Regions from separate parts of the Mus musculus genome. Here all the other regions are linked to region 3. The links are chromatin contacts, called in public promoter capture Hi-C maps. All regions are on one chromosome and are shown on one strand. The core of a region is the stretch at or near the end of the contact, and the rest is flanking DNA. Distances in the headings are between cores, read along the strand shown. Region 1 holds the start of 2810459M11Rik (RIKEN cDNA 2810459M11 gene). Region 2 holds the start of Htr2b (5-hydroxytryptamine (serotonin) receptor 2B). Region 3 holds the start of Itm2c (integral membrane protein 2C).

Evidence for each region. Promoter capture Hi-C pulls out the DNA fragments that hold promoters and counts their contacts. Capture Hi-C pulls out chosen DNA fragments and counts their contacts.
Region 1: a contact with region 3 is called in a promoter capture Hi-C map of liver. The contact joins the promoter of 2810459M11Rik here to the promoter of Itm2c in region 3. A contact is called at or near these places in 17 of 39 promoter capture datasets (the 3T3-L1 cell line, 3T3-L1-derived adipocytes, the C10 cell line and 11 more), 8 of 484 Hi-C or Micro-C datasets (Th1 cells, cerebral cortex, cortical neurons and 5 more), 16 of 115 datasets of contacts at active chromatin or transcription factors (astrocytes, differentiating embryonic stem cells, effector CD8 T cells and 12 more) and 3 of 9 other capture datasets (adipose tissue, liver and pancreatic islet).
Region 2: a promoter capture Hi-C map of the HPC-7 cell line shows a contact between it and region 3. The contact joins the promoter of Htr2b here to the promoter of Itm2c in region 3. A contact is called at or near these places in 4 of 39 promoter capture datasets (the C10 cell line, the HPC-7 cell line, cranial neural crest and 1 more) and 2 of 9 other capture datasets (adipose tissue and liver).

Annotation. Positions count from the first base shown.
Region 1 is chr1:86,043,211-86,047,688 of GRCm38.p6, reverse strand. It overlaps 2810459M11Rik (RIKEN cDNA 2810459M11 gene), which reads right to left and starts at 1,826. Exons shown (of 3, transcript NM_001144993.1): 1 at 1,117-1,826. The coding sequence starts at 1,726.
Region 2 is chr1:86,110,178-86,114,747 of GRCm38.p6, reverse strand. Htr2b (5-hydroxytryptamine (serotonin) receptor 2B) reads left to right here and starts at 2,768. Exons shown (of 4, transcript NM_008311.3): 1 at 2,768-2,869; 2 at 3,632-4,214. The coding sequence starts at 3,866. The region is part of intron 16 of Psmd1 (proteasome (prosome, macropain) 26S subunit, non-ATPase, 1); the gene reads right to left.
Region 3 is chr1:85,893,099-85,897,641 of GRCm38.p6, reverse strand. It overlaps Itm2c (integral membrane protein 2C), which reads right to left and starts at 3,132. Exons shown (of 6, transcript NM_022417.3): 1 at 2,853-3,132. The coding sequence starts at 2,978.

The DNA.
Region 1 (4,478 bases), core at 577-3,076, 150 kb before region 3:
GTAAATTACCTTCTTTCCCTCAAAGCCAGGTAAGGAAGCCAATGAATGATTCTCAGAACAGGAATGCACGTGGGGTACTTATCTGCCTAATCTTTCAGGATCCTGGAGGTCGGTCAGCCTCCACCAAAGGAAGGTTGGCGGGAGGGGAGGGAACCGCCAGAGAACTACTGTGGCCTAGCCAGCAGGTGCAAGTGTGACATTTATAATATCAGACAACGTCTCCTGGTGTGAAAGGTCTGACATCTCCCAGTGGCAGGCTAATGCCCCAGAACACCTCACACAGCCAGAACACCTCACACAGCCACTCTTTAGTTCAAAAGCTTACTACAGTCAAAGGTCAAACGGAAGTGAGTTGAGCGGTGGAAAGCTTTCCTAGCGTTTGTCAGGGCTCCACTTAGGACCTTCTTTTTAATCCCAGTACTTTGCAGCAAAACACGCTGCCTTGGGACGTCTGATCCCATGACGGAGCAGTCTCCGACTAAAAGCGCTCACACCATCTCTACACTTTAGAATAGAGCGTGGAAGGAAAACCTGGCGGAAGCAGCCAGCGATCGGTGGCTACCAGGAATAACTGAGGTCGTCACGGTCTCGGTCCCTCACACCCTTCCGGATACGTCCCTGGCACCTATTCTGTGTTTTTGCCAGGAACTTCGATTGCCTTCCTCCCTTCCACACCGAGCCTCCTGTATAGCTCCCCCTCTCCTAAAGCTCTGAGGACAATCCTACCAGGACAAACTTGTCCTAAAGCTACAGTCACCCCGCCCCCCAGACTCAGTTCTTCCCACGCACACCACCCAAATTTTTGCATCTTCTATCCCAGTTTCCAACTCCTACATTGTTGTTGTTTAGAGCAGTTCAACTCTACTTCTTACCCACTTCCCACCAGTTGTACCCTCAGATACCCCACCCCCGATCTCATGTGCAGTCAGGATCTGGCCAGACAGACTCAATTCCATGTCCAGAGCATGTCCACCTTAGGCTGAGAAGCCTTGTGCTGGGGACCTCCCAGCACCGGGCCTCAGTTTACCTCAACAGAGTTGGGTGGCCTAAACGGGTTCAACCGGTCTAAAGGGACGCCTTCCCCAGTGCCCAGCCTGACCCCACACGCAGCCTCACCTGGTCGTCCCGGCCCCGCAGCTTGCAGGGCTCTGCAGGCCGCCTCCTGGACCGCCAGGCTGGAGGCGGGACAGCCGGGACGAAAGGCTGCTGCTTGCACCGGGCCCCCGACCTGGCGGCCGAACACCGTGCGCAGCAGCGTCTCGAGCAGCTGCAGTTCGGGCGCCCTCGCGTCATCCGCACCCGTGTCGGCCACCAGCACTCCGACCAGCGCGGCGCCCTCACACCTCCGGTCGCGCACGTCCCGCAGCATCTCCCGCAGGCGGCGCCGCGACTCCCGGGAGGTCAGCGATCCGACGCGGCACAGCACGAAAACGAGCGGCGAGCGAATGGCTCGCTCCGCCTTCGCCCCCGGAGCCCCGTGCGACTCGGTGGCCGCCGCGGTGCCCGCGCTCTCGGCCTCTGCGCAGCCCGGCTTGCCCGGCGCGGACTCCGGCGGGAACACGGCACCGGCGAAGTCCCTCAGCAGCGCGCGGCTCTGCTCGCGCTCCCACAGCTCGCCCACCAGCAGCACCTGCCCGCGGCCACCCGCCGCCTCCACCAACGCCTGGAAGGGTGGCTCCGCCGGGCTCGCGGGCCGCGGGGCCAGCGCCTCCAGCTCGCTCTCCATGCTGGCCGCCGCCTCCTGCGCCGAGCTGGGAGCTCCGCCGCTGCCTCGGCCGACACGCCCCCGAGGGCCGAGCCGCCCAGACCCCCTGCGCACTCCTGTCCCGCCGCACTGAATTTATCATTCACTCATTCGTTCATTTAGATACCCAGTAACACACTCAGTAGTTTAGGACTACTAAGCATTTAGGACATCTAGAAAGTACAGGCTCTTGTGGGGGACTGAGGATGAGTGGACATTATTAACCTGACTAATGTACCCTCTTAGGGTAAGATGGTTTTGTTTGTTTATGCGTTTTATTTGTTTTATGTGTATGGATATTTTGCTTAAATGCATCTGCACTAGTACCAGCGTCTGATCTCCTGGATCTGGAGTTGTGAATGTTTATAATCAACTACATGGGTACTGGGAACCCAATCCAGGTCCTCTGCAAAAGCAGTCAGTGCTCTTAATCGGTAAACCATCTCTCAGATTTTTTTTTTCTTTCTTTCTCCTGAGACACGATCTCACCATCCTAGCCTAGAATCTGGAGACCCTTTAGCTTCAGTTTAGGATTACAGTCTGTACCACCATTTCTAACTTCTGGAGCTATTTCGGAGTAGTCCTACAGGGTTTGGCGTCAGGGCCTGCTTTTCCAGTGGTGTAAGCTTTGGAGCCCAGTTGGAGCAGAAGAGTGAGTGAGAACGGGAGAGAGATGGGAAGCATAACATCCTAGCTTCAACTCTGTCGCTGTGATAAAAATACCTTAACACCAAACAGTTTAGGGAAGAGAAGAAAGGGCTTATTTTAGCTCACAGTTCCTGGTTGTAGCCATCACTGCAGGGAAGTCACAGAGGCAGGAGCTTCCAGACAGCTGGCCACAACACACCCACACCCATGAGTGAAGAGATAGGAATATTTTTGTACAATCACACCAATGAAGGGTGTCACACCCTTCAGGCTGGGTCTTCCCTCATCAGTTAAGGTGATCAAGATAATCCTGGCCATTCCCAGACCTGCTCACGGGGCAAGCTGACCTAGACTGTCCCCTTTTGAGACTCTCTCCCCAGGTGATTCTGGGTTGTGTTTCCTTGATAATTAGAATTAACCATCACCCAGGGGACCTCCTCTACCACTTCTCTTCAGCCTCCAATACTTCCTCCAAATGGATCAAGATCATCCTTTCCACAAACACTTGTTGCATTTGGGTACCACCTGATGTCATGTGAGGCTGTTGTTCCCCATGGGCCAGAATCTAGAACAAGTCTAGAGCAACCCGTCCCTTGTGACCCCTTCAGAAAAGCCAGTTACATTATGATGCACAATACTAGCAGAGTGATAGCTATGGAGTAGCAATGAGACTAACTTTTTGGTTGGGAGTCACCACAACTTGAGGCCCTGTATTAAAGGCTTGCAGAGTTAGGAAGGTTGAGAGCCACTGATCTAGAAGTGGACATGGGATGCTGGCGTGCTCTGGTGTTGGTCTATAGGTGTAAGGTGTGTACATGTATATGCATCTATGACTATTTGTCTAAAATCCAGGTCAGAAGCAGGAACATACGTCCTACCAGTTTTGTCCAAAAGAACATTCTGCGAACTGTTTTCCTGCCCTGTTCAAATGCAGTTGCCCTAAGGCACATGTGGCTATTACTGCACACTGGAGTTGATACAAATGCTTTTTACATGCTATTTAACATGAAGTTAAATTCAAATAGCCTCTGGGGCTTGTATCTTCTCTTTATTTCTCCATCCATCCACTACATAATAATTGGCCCAAAGGGTGTTGTTGTCAAGACATTTTACTGCCCAGCCCTGGCCTCACCATAAAGCCCCAATCCCCTCTTTTAAAATACCTTGTTCCCAACTCCTTATAATTATGCTCCAGCATCCTGGAGAGTTTTGCACATTCATAAAATGAATCTTTCTTGGGTCCCTACTGTATGCATGAAGCAGTCAAAGGTGGTCAAGAAGCTCCCTTCCCTAAGTCTCTTTGTCTAGTTGTCTACCAGTACTTGGAGGAAGGCACCATATGGTTTGTCTGGTTCTCAGTAATGGGGCTTTTGTCTTTGCAGACTGATTCTTGAATTCCCTGGAAGAGTGCTGGGATGCTGAAAGCAGAGGTTGGGACCTGGGTGGGAAAAGTCTTCTGTTTAGAGATGGATGACGGATGGAGTTGCACCACCAGGCCAGTGATGTAGTCACTTTATCTGTGCAGACTGGGCATCTCCAGCTTCCAATGAGCCCAGTGCTTGGGAGCAGTGGGTAAGCTCACCTCCATAGAGATGACAACTAGTGAGGGTTGTGCGGGGACAGAGACAATAAACAAGTAAACACATAACAGACAGCTTCAGATGGTGGTCTGTGTTGAGGGAAAAATAATGTTTAGCTAAGATGAATTTGCAGCCCTGGGTGTTCTGTGTGCACAGCTCTGACCATACCCAAGAAGCAAGGGGCAAGGAAATGTGAACCATGAAACATTAATGTAAAAACAATGGAAGCCCCCACATATCCTCTACCCAGGACAATAAAAGGGGTTAGGTTAAGCGAATACCTCACACTTGTCCACCCCACCCCATTCCAATCCCTACCTCTATACCTGGAGACAGAACAGAGCTGTACCATCCAGGGAAGGGATTAGAAACACATGACAATGACACTTTGTATCCTCTACTCCCACTGCACACTGCTCAACTGAAGAACAGTGGCCAGGGAGAAGGCTCAGGATTGACTGACATGAACTTCTCTAGATATGGGAGGGTGGCACATGGGGTGTGGC
Region 2 (4,570 bases), core at 1,519-4,018, 220 kb before region 3:
TGTCCTGGAACTCACTCTGTAGACCAGGCTGGCCTCGAACTCAGAAATCCGCCTGCCTCTGCCTCCCGAGTGCTGGGATTAAAGGTATGCACCATCACTGCCCAGCTTCTCAGAAACTTTTTAGGGAACTAGTGGCCCATAGAATTTTATAACTTGTCATTTGGATGCAGCAAGGGTGAGCTACTGCAGGGAAAACTGACTCGTAGAAAAGAATTTACCTAAAATCTATCTTAAAACTTCACTTACTTCATAATTGGCACTTGAAAGCAGTAGGAGTAAGTAAGCTATCCTGATACTTTCCTGAATCCCCCCCCCCCCCACCTTGGGCTTCCTTCCTTCCTTCCTTCCTATTAGTATACAGCCATTGTACAGAGCCTCTCTTCCACTGTCTTCATGCACATGCGCACTGCACCTTAGCCATGCTGATCCTCCCATCACCGTTAGCAGAAAACCACCCAAAAGAGGACATGACTCGACTTAGTGTTTTGTTTCTCAAATGGCATTATTTTATGAGACTTAGAAAAAACAATTTTGCTTGGAACACAAACTCTGTTACAGGGCTTACAGTTGACTGCAGTTAAGCAGAAATTGGTAGTGAGGGCTGGAAATGCAAAAGCCTTAAAAAAACAAAATCCTGTTAAGTTTTAGTCTAGTAACATTCCAGCTCTGACACATTCTTTAGAAAACACAAGTATTTGGACAAGGAAAGACAGCCTATAATAAACTAGTTTAGGCATTTAATCTCTTTTGAGGAGTATAATAAAGCTATAAGCTCTTTGTAGGTTTGTCAATGTTTCAGCAGACAGCTCTAGATGGACCAACAAGCATCTAAGCAGAGACTGCAATGCAAAACACACTGAAAGCAAAACTCTTAACAGTAATCTTTGCTCACACATATGTGCATGTAATGATTTAAAGTAATAGTAAATGAAGTCATGATAAAATTATATAACCATGGGGCTGGAGAGATGGTTCAGCGGTCAAGAGCACTGACTGCTCTTCTAAAGGTCCTGAGTTCAATTCCTAGCAACAATATGGTAGCTCACAACCATCTGTAATGGGATCCAATGCTCTCTTCTGGTGTCTGAAGACAGCTACAGTACACTCACATACATAAAATAATGAATAAATCTTTTAAAAAATTGTATAACCGTTTTGCAATTTACAAAGAATCAAGAGATCTCAACATGATTATCAATCAACATCTTGAAATCAATCAGACCTTATGCAAACCACCAGCCTTAGCTCTCAATAGGAAATAGAAAATAAATGAGTAGAAAGAAACTGAATCTGAGTATTATGAAACTTGTAGAACAATTAATCAGGTATCGGAAATAGGGGTTGGTGAGATGACTTAGCAGGTAAGAAACCTGTTGCCAAGCCTGACTTTCTGAGTTTAATCATTGGGACACACATGCAAACTGTCTTCTGACCACACAGTGTGCTGAGCCATACACACCCTTCCCCACATCACGCATGCAAAAACCAAATAAGATGTTAACAAAAATTTAAGAATTTTAGGAAATGCAATCAACAAAAGTACTATGAGAAATCAAACAGGAATGATGACCCAAAAGAAGGAAGAAAAAGAAGAAAGAAAATAAATAGATCTTGAGGATTATCCTGAGCTAATGGTTGATGGAGAAGAGAAAGCCATTTTCTTCCGTGGTACCCTCACTGCTACTGTGTCCATGGTCTGTAAATAAGCTAATAAAACAGCCTGCCGGGACACTGATGCAAAGATTCAACCCAGGAAAGTAGAAGAGGGCTGGCAGCGATGAGAAGGAGGACAAGGGAGGTCAAGAGGATGTGAAACATGATGGAATGCCTTATGCATATGTATGAATATGCTTAATAAGAAACACACAAATCCCATCAGTTACGTAAAGAAGCAATTAAACTCTGAGAGACCTGTGAAGACCCTTTAAAAAGGAAACACTGAGAATACTAGAGGCTTTTTTTTTGTCTTGTTTTGTTTCTCTGTGTAGTGCTGGCTGTGTCAGGACTGGTTCTGTAGAACAGGGTGTCCTTGAACTCAGATAGATCTGCCTGCCTCTACCTCCTAAGTGCTGTGACACCACTGCCCTGCTGTAGCTTTAATGTTAAGCCAGGTTTATAGTTTAGAGAAAATCTCAAGAGCATACATGGTAAGATTTATACATTATTTTTCAGAAATAGGGCAGAAATAGATTTTTACTTCACATTATACACTTTTCCCAATTAAAAATCACTGGAAAAGAAGTTGCCAATGAACCAGCTTCCAAATTCAGATGCTGTTTAAAAATGAACAGTGACAAAGTTTCTGCCAAAAATCTATGTATACAAGCAGCATGCAGCTTTTTCTGTGCTTTTCTATATAAGGCTGTGACATGAGTAAATTTATTGCACTCCACAGCAAAGGCATTAGCTGGATGAAAATATTGTCTCACAGGTAAAAATCCCAAGTGTGTGAACTGCTATACAGCTAATGGAGGAGACTCTCCATTTTATCTTCTTTTCTCAAAAGGGAAAAACAGCCTAGGCCTCATTCCAAATAAAATCATCTTATGCTAAAGTTTAGAGTTTACCCTCTAAATATCAAAGAGAACACATAAGAATAGAACTTGAATCAGGTCATGAACTGGTTGGAACACGATTAACGAGGAGTTTTATGAATTACAATGACTATAGCTATATTCTAATAATGACAGTATCAAAGAGGAAACAACCTCTCTGGCAGGCAGACAGCTGCACAACACATTTGTTACACTGCTTACGAGCACCAGCCGCTAAGACTCAGAGCAAGTCAGTGGGGGAGGATCTGCCAGGAGAGGGAGTCCAACTGAACAGACACAGGACGGCTGGCTTAGGAAGCCACAGAAGACAAGCGGTGAGTATTTAGCAAATTCATATGCAACTAGCAGGTTTTTGTTGTTCCCATTTTAATCTTCAGGAGCTCTGCTTCCACATTCCTTTGTATCTATTCAGTGGTTTAAAAATTATAAATATGAAGGCAAATTTAATATGGGAGTTGTCAGTGTAATGAACAAATAACATAATCTTCCTCTTAAAGTGCTTCTCAAGGGAACTGGGAAAGTAAAGAAGACTTAAGAACTTAAAAAGAACTGGTTCAAAGTTGGCAGACTGATTTGATTACATTTAAAATCTTGTGGAAAGAAGTGATTACTACTAAAAGCAAGTATTTGGCTAGTGATACTTTGTACTACTTTCTCTCCAACTTAAGAAATTATTTTAAGAATTATAAAATGAGTTACAAACAAGCTTTTAAATCAACACTCATTCAGGTTCTTAGCTGGTAAATTCTTTACTCATAGGTGGGCTTGCCTCTTACTGGTGGGCCACTATTCTGAATGCTTTCTAAAGTTAAGGGACAAGGTATCCAAGGGCCAGATACCACGTAATGCGCTATCGTCTCTATTATCAACTCTGGGGGCACTGGCTGCACTGTCACAATACATACCGTCCTATCAAAACGGGAGGGGGAAGCTCTAGTGTTTTTTTACTGCTTTTTAGAAATAACTACCTCTGTATCTAGAAGGAAACTCTGATAAATTCATGTCTTAAAATTATAGAAAAAAAGAAATGATAAACTAACATTTTTCATCCACATCTATTGGTGTCTTTCATCAAGTCTTCTGGAATCTAAGCCTCTAGAAAATCTAAAATGTGGATGTCTTACCTGCAAACACGGACAGACGTGTACACAGTCCCATCTTCGAGAGCCTGAATCTTTTTAGAAGGAAGAAGTCACCTTGGCTGTGAGTGTCTGGTAGGTTTGCTAAATGCTTTGCTAAAGCAGATGACTTGCTTAGCTACTGACCATGCTGACCACTGTCTGGAACTGGACTGAGTCACCAAAAGGCGAATGGCTTCATCTTATAAAATGTCTGAACAAAGCACAACTTCTGAGCACATTTTACAGAAGACATGTGATCACCTGATCCTGACTAACCGTTCTGGATTAGAGACAGACTCAGTAGCAGAGGAAATGAAGCAGACTGTGGAGGGACAGGGGCATACAGTGCACTGGGCAGCTCTCCTGATACTCGCGGTGATAATACCCACCATTGGTGGGAACATCCTTGTGATTCTGGCTGTTGCACTGGAGAAAAGGCTGCAGTACGCTACCAACTACTTTTTAATGTCCTTGGCGATAGCAGATTTGCTGGTTGGATTGTTTGTGATGCCGATTGCCCTCTTGACAATCATGTTTGGTGAGTATTTCCCCTTGTTCCTGCCACTGAACACTACTAACGTAGTGAAATGGACACTCACTGACCTTTATTTTGTTTGAAATAAAAGAAGGACCTGGATTAAAAACACAGAAGGGAACATTCCTTCATTTTTCATGATTTGTAGTTACTGTGAAAGGACATACAAATAATTTCTTAGGAGCATGTTTACCCTTCCTCAGCCATCTTTATAAAGTCATTAAGTTGGCAATATTTGTAGATTCTGCATTTGTTACCTAAAAATTTTAGTAAGTAAAAAAAGTACATTTTTCAAAAAATTATTCATCCTTTCCCTTTAACAAAGTGATCGATAACTAGGACAATTGTGGGACTTTAAT
Region 3 (4,543 bases), core at 1,883-4,382:
CACCACACACACACACACACACACACACACACACACACACACACACACACCAGGCCAGGACACAGGTTGGCAATAGCCCAATGCTGTCATCTGTTTGAGTGGTCCTTCTGGGGAATCACAGGTTAGTCAGACAGAAAACCCAGGAGGGACTCCAGGGTCATTCCCAGTTAAAAGAGAACCTTTAAATCCAAGAGACCTTGCATAAAACAGCTCCCAGGCCTCTGATGAAATTGCCTATCCTGCTAGCTTCTTGGCTTGTATCTCAGTGCCCTGACAATGGCTCACGTTCTGTCTTGAACTAGCTGTATAACGGGTCTCTACCCACTCTTACTGCCAAGCCAGGCACTGGGTAAGAGGAAATATGCCTGGCAGCATTGTAGAGCAAGAAGAGACTTGCAGAAGTCAACTGTCTTACACGGTCCTAACTGCAGCTGGGCTAGGCAAAGCCAGCACACACCACCAAAGGCCCCTTCACACCAACTCAGACCTTAGGCAAGCTGTGTCGTGTGAGTTAGCCAACAAGCGGTTCTGTAGGTATTTCAATCCCTCCTCCTGACTGCCAAGTGTGCTTCCCTGAGCTCCTTACTACCCAATGGTGATAAGGGTGGTGGCTCAGCAGGCCCTAGGCCATAACTAACAGCACGCATGGCAAGACAAAGTTGATATTTCCATTTCACGCTGGGGGAGGGCAGGACGCGCTGCTTAGCTTTGAGAGTCTGATAAAAGCAGGAAGTTGGATGATGGTTATCACTCACATTGTACTGGCGGCAGAGAACAAAACTAGCCACCGTCAAACATTCTGCCTATTCAGAAATGGCTACCGAGAAGGGGTAGGGATGTGAATAGTGGTGAAAAAGTATCCTCACGGGGACTAAAAAAAATTATATAAACAGCTATTTCAGGGATGCAGGCAAGCAGCCACCCCCACCCCCAAACTATGAAGGAAAGCTCTTTTCAACAGAAGAAGAGATTGAAGGTTGAGCACTTGGCCCACGAAGACAGACATTGGTCTTTAGAGGGCTGTTGCTGGGGAAGTTTTGCTTGCATAATAAAACCTCTTTTGTTTCTGGGGCACCTCTCGTCCCCTCTGATCTCTTCTACTACACAAAAATCAATTGCCTGGTCCTTTGAGGCTCATAGTCTCTGTCTGGTTTCTTCGTTATTAGTATGTGTTTTGTGTTAATCTGTATACTGTCACATTATTGCCTAGACTTATATAACCAAGTCTTCCAAGGCTAATGAGAAAAATTATAATTTCTTCACCCTTGGGCTCAGCCCTCCTATCCGACACCATCCATCAGCCAGCTGCCCTAGTGTGTGCCCTGTCAACGTTGACTCTGCTGGGACTTCCTTCTTAAGGGGGCGATAATGATATTCCTGAGTTGTTCAAGTTAGTCCTTCCGGCTCCTTAGATCACCCTTAGACCCATGGCTTTAGGCAGCTGGGTTCCAGTTCTATATCTTCACTGGGTACCAACAGACAATCTGCCACTTATCAGTTCCTGGGCCCCCATATCCAGACTAAGAAGAAGAGAGGAGGGACCTTCTTGGAAGTAATAAGGAAACTTAACCCCAGGGCAAACTTTTCAAACTGCAAAACAAAGTCAAGTATGGGGTGTCCCTCTCCACCTAGGCTTCAGACACCCTTCAACCCCCCCCACCTGGTTGGCCAATGAATTCTTGTTGGTGTCTGAATTGCTCGGTGCTGTAGTGACTAGAACAGAGCTGCCTGAGTCCCTGGCATCACCGTTTCTGCTCAGACTGGCCCACTGCATGACCCCCTCTTCCAGATCATTCCCCACGAGTTCCTCATATATGCCCAGGCAAAGGCAGAATCAGAGCTTCAAAACTTGATCCGGGAGGAGGAAGTGGAAGGGGCTTTTTTAGGTTCGGTCTGGATCGAAAGGCCCGGCTTGGTGCGCCCCAGGACCGCTGGGGGGCGTGTGACAGTGGCCATGAAAACACCCTTACTGAAGCAAAATGAAACTCGGCTGGGTCCGCTTTTCCGTCACCAGTCCTTCCAGTCAGTGACTGCCACGAGTCCTCCCCGACACACTCCACATAGCATAGTTTTCCATGGCGGAAATGACCTGGATCCCCTCAGCCAGGGGAAGGCGGGGCACACCAAGGCCAGTCCACACAAAGCCAACTGAGTGACTATAGGGATGTCTAGGGCACTGGGGCAGTAAGGAGCCCACTCAGCAGATGGTAACAACGTAGCTGGAAGCCAGAGAAGGAGCTAAGAAGTAGGGCCCGCAGGTGTGAAATGGGAGAAGGCTCATCACTGACTTAGGTCTGCCAGTTCCAACAGTAACCTCCACCCACCACAGACCCCATTTGAGGACCAAAACAATGGCACCTCCCTTTCGTTACTAACCAGAGATTCCCCAACCAAATTCCCCAACCAATCAGGCCTCATCACCTCCCCCCTTCCCGGCCCCGCTTTGGGGGAAACTACGTTCAACCCTCCTCCCCTCCCCCACTCGGGGACTGGCTTCCCGGCCCCTGCCCCTTGATTGGAACCAGACGCAAACCTTCACCAACATTCCCCAAACTTTCATGGGTCCGCCACCTTCCCTTATCTTGGAACTTCGCGCCCAGAAGCCCCCACTTTTGGAAAAGACCCTGTGTGCGTTCCCACTTAAGGACCAGTTCTGCTTTCGACTACCGCTGTGGGGAAGGTCCTGAGACCCTTTCCCAGATGCGGATGGAGCAGCCTTTTCAGACCTCTCATCCCGCTTCCGCTCGTGACTCTGAGGTACCGCTGGTCGTGGCGGCCACTGGGGAATGCCTAGGTCCCTCGATGACCCCCCACCCCCGCCCCGCCCCCATCTGAGACCCGGAGCCTCTCACCCTCGCCGGCGTCAGCAGGATCTCCGCGGCCGGGGCAGATGCCGAGGCCGGACCAGACGCCGCTGCTTTGTCCGCTTTATCAGCCTTGATGCCCGCTACCGCGGGCTGGAAACTGATCTTCACCATGGCTGCGTTGACCTGCGCCTGCTCCCTGCAGCCCCTGCCAGTGCAACCTCGATCGCAATGCCTGCTTCTTGCTGCGCCGCAGGCACCGGAAGTTTGGATGGCTCCGGAGTCCTCGCCTCTGTCCCCGCCCCGAACGCGTCCCGCCCCGCCTTCCAAGGAAGGACCTGACGCCTGCGCCGAACTGCACCGGGCAGCACTGTAGCTGAAGAATGCTGAGATTTCCTTCCACCTCTTGCTTATATTCATTCATTCAGTCGTCGCGCAAGAGCTTGGACCCCTTCCTTCTCCCTGCCCATGACTAGCATCCTCACATGTAGTTTAACACGACGTTGCCTGGCAACGTGCTTCTAACAAACTGCATCTCCCTCCTCCTCGATATCTTTGATTATGTTGAGAGAAGACGCAGAGTAACTAACTGTTCTAAGCTTTCCTCCTCCAACATGTGTTAGGCTGGAAAGGGGCATCAACTCCAGACGCCTAACTGCTTGCCTCTATCCTGAATTCTAAATCCATCCCCACCGCCTTCATTCTCCACCATGCATCTTTCTCTATCCTTCATCCTGCAAAACCTTCAGGGAGTGGAGGTGGGTAACTTGAGGTGCATAAGACCTACAATACCTTGCAGGAGTGGAATCGTGACTGGAAAATATGACAAGAATTACGGGGGGCTGGGCCAGAGGTTTTGGGTTCCAGTCAGGACTCTGCTCCTGCAGTGTATCACCGGGTATTAGGAAGAAGCCAAGATTTATGTTGCAGGGCCATCTCTTGACAACAAAGTCCTAGATCTCTCCTCGCTGTTCCCAATCCAGGCTGTGATAGCACCGAGCCTGCCGTGCTTGGCGTCAGTTCTACAAAGGTGCTGGTAATGGGGGCCGAGCATTCTGCTGGCGTATTGAGGACAGTCCAGTAGGCTCTGCTGCCCTCTCCTACCTGTCACGGCTTGGACAGAGTTGCCTTAGGCACTAGACCATTGTATCTCGGTTTAGATCTTGTATGAACCAGGCAGTCCAGGAGATACATAGCTTAAGGCAGTAGAATATAAATGGTAAAATGTATAATGGTAAAAGATGTAAATGGTGCGAAGGCCACTGGCACTGCAGGAATTGAGAGAATAGAGAGATGCATTACATGCAGGAAAGGCAAATCCATTACCAGAGTAGATGCTTACTTTGGTAAGGACTAAGCACTACCCTTTCTATGAAAGAAGCGGTCCAATGTAGGTGACCTGCCACCAGGGTGCTGGCTGGCCAACTCAGGGAATGGTGGCCAGTGACGGTCACTGCTGGTGTGGCAGATCTGGCACTCAGCTGCAGCTGTTACCAGATCACTTCAATGAGTGGAAGTCCATATTGCCAGTCCAGGTATAGTTTCCATCTCTATCGGCATGGCCGCTTGTTCATAGGCCCATTGGACAATGACAGGGATGGCTGGGGAAAGAGGCTGACTGTCCACAGAACGGGCCATCTGTCTACTGGAATACTGGACTCCTCCCCTGCTGAAGTCACCTTTTGATGAGCACTACATAGTACACAGGCATGTCACATCCTCTTGCACGCGCCGGACTC